Regions from separate parts of the Arachis hypogaea genome. Here region 2 is linked to region 1. Evidence: chromatin contacts called from public Hi-C data. All regions are on one chromosome and are shown on one strand. The core of a region is the stretch at or near the end of the contact, and the rest is flanking DNA. Distances in the headings are between cores, read along the strand shown.

What was found. Hi-C and Micro-C count contacts between places; a contact is called where the count stands out from the background.
Region 2: a Hi-C map of an unstated tissue shows a contact between it and region 1, with 4 times the contacts expected there. The contact joins the enhancer-like site here to the promoter of LOC112764218 in region 1. A contact is called at or near these places in 5 of 8 Hi-C or Micro-C datasets (leaf and an unstated tissue).

The regions. Positions count from the first base shown.
Region 1 is chr17:127,201,928-127,205,140 of arahy.Tifrunner.gnm2.J5K5, reverse strand. It overlaps LOC112764218, which reads left to right and starts at 1,650. Exons shown (of 2, transcript XM_025809769.3): 1 at 1,650-2,029; 2 at 2,894-3,213. The coding sequence starts at 1,817.
Region 2 is chr17:127,245,813-127,249,093 of arahy.Tifrunner.gnm2.J5K5, reverse strand. It overlaps LOC112764290 (DIS3-like exonuclease 2), which reads left to right. Exons shown (of 7, transcript XM_025809852.2): 7 at 592-1,492. The coding sequence ends at 957. Among protein-coding and RNA genes, the nearest start is that of LOC112764290, 6.8 kb to the left of the region's middle. Within about 2 kb of position 1,368, at least 3 of the 3 cell types and tissues checked have open chromatin away from gene starts, as enhancers often do.

The DNA.
Region 1 (3,213 bases), core at 401-2,900:
ACTTGAAGATGTACATTTACAAAATCAATCAAGAACCATCCACATACGCATTAGAACGAACATCTGTTTAATATGATCAGCAATATATAAACAAAAAATTTGTGGATAAAATGGCGCTGTTTCACCATGTGTAGATAATTGAATCCTTTGTATTTTTCTATTTAAATTGCAAACCACGCGTATCGAATACAACACATTTGAGCATATACATGTAGAGTAAACTAAGTAGTAATTAATCGCCTAAATTTGAATACTATCAAAGACACCAACGCTTAAAATAAACAGCATCCAATCTTTTTAATGGGAAACAAACGAAATTTTGTAGCAAAAAAAGTCCAATTTAAAAAAAAAAACTGCACGATCGAATCTCCACACATGCAACTCAGCAAAATCCAACTCCTAAAGATAAAGCAACTTTCAATCTCTAACAATTGCAAACAAGAACTTCGAAACTCTAACAATTGCAACTTCCAATCCCTATTTTCAGCATCATCCAAGTTCCAATTGCATCAACTCACCAAAATTAAGCAATTTAGAGAACAACATCCAGCAATTCATCAAAATTTAATCTGCCGTAGAACACACCCTAATTAAACATGTGCATTCACAAAATCAATTAAGAACCATCCACTTACCTGTTACAGCCGTTTGAGAATGCTTGTAGAACTGAAGTCGGCGACTGAACTAAAGGAAACCTGTCCACGCCTCCAGCAAGCAGAGATGGTCTTCACGTAGCGGCGTTGAGTGTATCGGACAATGGACAACTGGTTGACGCAGATGGTTGTTGTTGCATGCGTGGCGGAGATGTGACTGAAACCTCTAGAAGAGAGCCGCTGAGGATGCACCGTCGTCGTTGGGAGGGTGCATCGTCGCTGGGGATGGTGCTCGCCGTGGTTCTGCGCCGCCGTGGGGGATGGTGTTTGTGCTTGCTGATGCGCCGCTGTGGGACAAGGTGTACGATGGCTTTGAGTTGGAGGGTGAGAACCGATGGGAGTAGAAGGTGTTGGGGTGAAACAGTAAAATTTAAACAATTAGGGTTATAGCTGAGTAATTCGGGAGATGATTTTGGTAAATTGGGCTTTGGGATCCAACCCAAAAGTTGTTGTTAGAAGTTGGCTGATCCCACTCTTGGTTCCTAGTGGAATTGATTGTAATAACAAGTGGTTTATAATTGCCAACGAGCTACAGCTCAAATGACATAGTCTCTCTATGCTCACCTCGAAGTCGTGGGTTCGAGTCTCATTCCTAACTTAAAAAAAAAAAAAAAAAACAAGTGGTTCATAGTTTGATTACGAGATCTTGTCAAGAGGATGGGTTGAAACCAGTAGACAATCCAAAGACCAAATCTAATATGTCAACGAGGTATAGCTCAAATAGCATAATTTTTAGATACTTACCTAGAAGTCGTAGATTTGAGTCTCACTCATAGCCTTAGGAAAAAAAAACCAAAATATAATATTCATCTATTTTCACTCATTAAACATTTTTCGCAAGTTTTTTTTTTTTTTTTTTTTGGTCATGAACATTTTTCAGTCTTAAATTCGATGAATGTTAGTTTTTTTTTTTTTTTTTTGGCTACAATGATGTTTGTTTAGGTATACTCCCGAGGGGACTTGGGCCTAAGTATATTTATGTCAAAAGTCCAAAATGTCATTTCCATTGTACTCCAAAAAAAAAGTGCATTAGTTTGATGAAAGGAAAAGAAGTTGACCCCCAAAGCTATCATCATCATTCATCATCCAGTGTCCACTGAAATGATGTAGGAAACCAATGAACAAAATTTGGAATCAAATTCCATTAAAATCAGTAATTTAGTATGCAGGTTCATTGTACCTGCACTCACCCACCCATGAGATTTGCGCCTTCTTCTTCTTTTCCCAAATTCATTGGCTTTTCAAAGCATTTCCACACTCTTATTGCTCCTTCTTCCCCAAAGTTATCGCCTTTCGTTCTTGCTGCCACCATGTCCACCGACACTCTTCCCACTCAGAATCACACCACCGCCACCACCACCCAACGTCCTTTGCAGGTTACACCTATCACTTCTTTTTTTTTTCTTTTTCTTTTTCAGATCGTTTTATTATATCTGCTCCAATTGTTCAGCTAGTTTGATTTCCTTGATGCAATTGTATTTCACATCATGATGCAGTGTTTCTTTGCATTGGTCTTTTGTGTGTCTTTCTGAATTGCTTAATTTTATGGTAAAAAGTTTGTAATTTGGTACAACTTAGTTTGTTGGAAGATGCTATTATGATTAGCTTGTTAAACCTTCCTAATCAAGATGCAATGTCCTAGTAGATTGAGTAGAGCTTGTAATGGGGGAAGAGTTTGGCTTTGTTTTCTTGTTTGTAAACTACCTAGTCATGGTTTATGTGGAACAGGAAAAGAAGAATGCTGATGACTTAGCTCTTAAAAGATATTATATTTTTCTTAAGATATCTCAATTATGATAAAAAAAAAAGTTTGGTTTGCGGATCTGAGTTCCATTTAAGTGTTTGTCGCTAGTCAATGGGTTGCTGCAAACACAAGGCGGGATTCAAACCTCCAACACTTACTTATGTGGACTAGTGAGTTAACCACTAGTCCAACCCAACTTGGTTCTCAATTATGATAAATTAGTTTGTGAAAGATCAACATTCTTACAAACTAGTTCCTAAACAACAAATTGCTAATAAATTAGTTATTAGTCCCTAAAAAAGGTCGTTTGATAACACTAAAAAGCTCAGTATTGAGTACCATATTAGGGACTAATTTATCAGTGTTTTGATAGCTGAGGGGTCAAATTGGTGATTGTCCTGCAAAAATATGAAAGATACAAAAAGTAAATAAATAAAAATGATAGCACTGCCAGCTGTTGTATCTGATGCTTGCTAATTATGTATTTGTTTGTTAGGTTGCAAAGCGCTTAGAGAAGTTCAAAACAACAATCTTCACCCAAATGAGTAGTCTTGCAATCAAACATGGAGCCATAAATCTTGGTCAAGGATTTCCCAACTTTGATGGTCCAGATTTTGTGAAGGAAGCAGCGATTCAGGCAATCAGGGATGGCAAAAATCAGTATGCCCGTGGCTATGGAATTCCGGACCTGAACCTTGCCATTGCTGAGAGATTTAAGAAAGATAGCGGACTTGTGGTGGACCCTGAAAAGGAAGTTACAGTTACATGTGGGTGCACTGAAGCAATTGCTGCAACTATATTAGGATTGATAAACCC
Region 2 (3,281 bases), core at 119-2,618, 44 kb before region 1:
GGTGCCAGTAATTTTATTTTATTTTTTTTTAACTTTTTTTTTCTTATTATTTTCCCCTAAAGTGGAATTTCTTCCATTTCATCACCAAGTAAGAGAAAGCTTAATGCATTCAGGATTTACTGCACATGATTGTTGAAGGCAGCATTTTTTTTTTTTTTTTGCATTAGTCATTGTGAACAACTGTATTGTATTACTTGAACAGTCGGGTAAATGTTCTGATGGGGAAACAATTCCCATTTCTTAGACTAGTTTATTTGAGACGATTAGAAAAAGCTGATTAATTGTTCCTATTCCGTAGGCTTATTTGGAAGCTTATAATGGGCTAGAAGAATTACATTAGCTACAAAAACATTTTGATCTAATTGCCTAACCTGAAATCTTGACATGTATGTCTCTTTTATGTTTGGACAATGAACAATAAAGGGTTAGTCTTTCGGTGACATCATGATTTCGCTTTAGATGCCAAACTTAGAATTTACATGTCTAACCTTGAGTCTTGACATGCATCTTTTGTACATGAAATGATGATGCAATGTGGTGCCTTTCTGTTGCATTTTGCTTTGATTGTCTCATATGTATTCTCATGTTCAGATTGAGCAACGCATCTATTATGATGAAGTTGAAGGGTTATCAGTGGAGTGGCTCGAAGCAACATCATCGGTGGTGCTAAGTATGTCTGCTCATAGGCGTGCATTCCGGAGGGGTAGCCATAATAAATGGAGGGCGTTTGAAGAAGTTGCTTTCGTGGTTGATCCATATGACCTGAAAGTTGCATCGGACGGTTCTGATGGATGTGAGAACAGGGATCCCAATTCGAGGACCGAAATTGACCCTGCAGTTTTCCCTCTCACGGTACATCTTCTCTCAACAATTCCGGTGGTACTCCATGCTGTTGGTGGTGATGATGGACCCCTTGAAATTGGGGTGAGGCTGTACATGAGCTCGTATTACGGGTAACTTAGTAAGGATCCTGTTTGCAAAGAACAAGAAGTTACCTGGCGTTATTACTTTGCTCCATTGTAGATAAGTAGACTTTTCCACTTCTATATGAATATGCTTAAAAGGCCTTGCACTAAAATATGGGAGAGTTTGTTGTAGCCTATGTTTCTAACAGAAGCTTGCTGGAATTGGCCATTGTTTTTGTTGGCCTCTTCCATTGTATTATTCACTTGGTTAGCGCCACAAGGTTCTATTATGCCATTATATTGAGGCTGAGGACCTAATTTATACCTTTCTCCCTTTTTTTTTTTTTTGGACTTGCTCCCTTTTATTTTTTATTTTCCTTTTTGTTCCCCTTTGGGTCAACATAATCCCATCCTAGTTTTCCTTGGTTTGACAACAGCCCAATGTTATTTTTTGGTTTGGGTTGGCAGATGTTGTAATGTTTACTTTAGTTCTAAGAATCAAGATATCTCTGCATGTTTGTTTCTGATATTGGTAACTGATGCACCTTTCAGATGGAATAGTGACATTGCATTATTTTTCAAGACTACTAGCTGGAGTGTGATTTATTTTCGTTGTTGCTGTCTTCTTTTGGTTAAATCCTCTATATGTTAGGGTTATAAATGGTTTTGTGCAAAATATATTTTACTGATTATTTTTTGTCCGAACTGTTCACTATTTATTTTCCTTTCTTTTGGGTCATGCTCTTGGTTAAAGAATTTTTTGTTTGGGGCTATGTTGAACAATTTTTAATGAAGGGATTATACTAGGGCCGGTAATATAGACACACAAAAAAAGAGGGTGGGTAACAAATTTAAGAGAAAGAGAGAAAAGAAGAAAAGGGTGGGGGAGGAAGAGACTAAAGTTTCCTGCAAAAACAAAAAAGACAAGTTTTCTTGAATTGGCTTAGTTGAGTTTTGTGACAAATGATTAATTTAGTTTATCATTTACGTAATAATTGATGCTACCTAACCCTAAATGCAGCTACCTACTACAAAATTTTGAAACGGTATGTTAATACTAGTATAGGTTAACAAAAAACTATTATTGCGTGGAGTTAATATTTATATTTTAGCATCACATTTTATATCTTCTTTTGTGGAATTAAGAATTAGTTGCAACTTGCAAGAATATATTCTTCAAATTAATTGTAGAAGTAAAATAGTACAATATAGTATTTGCTAACAAGTGTCGTTAGGTTTTAAGGCATTGCTTAAGGTGAAAATTTTTATTTGGTAGAGGCTTACATGAAGTTTCTTTTTTTGTAAAATTGATGGTTCAAAATCGTATTTTTATTTTATTTTTCTCATGATAAATGGATTATAAGTATGTTAAAATTTCAACTTTAATTTTCTTATAAAAAATTTTCCATTACGCATTTTAACTGGTGTTTTTATAACCTGATGTAAGTACCCAACATATACCAGTACCGAATAATATTTGCTCATTACTTTTATAGTATTATTACGTGCTACACAGAAAATTTGAAACGCTAACTGTGCTCTTTACATAACAACCAAGGCATGAACAATCATGATTAATTTGCAGGACCTAATTTATTTAAGAATTCACAATCAGGAATCGACAACAGAAACATCAAGCATGTGGTGATTTGTACATTAATTGTCACTGTGGGGGGCCAAGTTTCTGATTCCTCCTCTAATTTATTTGCTAGGAACCTCTTAATTAGTGAAGGCCATATATTCCCCAATAATTATGTGATTTTCTTAGCTAATTGCTATACAAATAAAATAAACAATCTTGGCTCTTTGCGAGATGCAGAGAATCTCTATAGCTTACTAGGTATATTCAGACCACATATATTAATATCAACAGAGTTGACGGAAAAAATGGGGGGAAAAAAGTTATTTGAACCTTGAAATGTGTTCACAAAAATAGGTGATTTTGAAATATACAGTTATTAAAAATTCAATGGATCTTATTATGTATTAATTACTATTTTTGCTTTATAACAATAATGTTTAGGAGACAAAAAAAATCAGCTAAAACAGTCTAAACTTACCTTATTTAATATTTATTAATGTTAAGGAACACTGAAGTAATATTTTGAGAGCTGGACGCATGCTTCACAGAGAAAGATTGAGAGAAAGAGGTGGTTGATTGGATTCTTTGGGCAATTTGACTAGAAAAGAATAATCGTGTCTTTAATAATCAAGGCTCAGGAGTGGTGGAAATCATCAACAGGTCCTTTTCGCTATCCGATGAGTGGCTTGATGGTACTCCCTTTAGTTGTTGATGGCAATGTCGAAGATGACGAGGGAGTAATAGCTTTGTATTTAAGTTGTCTTATGTTTTTTGTCTCTGTTTGCTCCACCTTG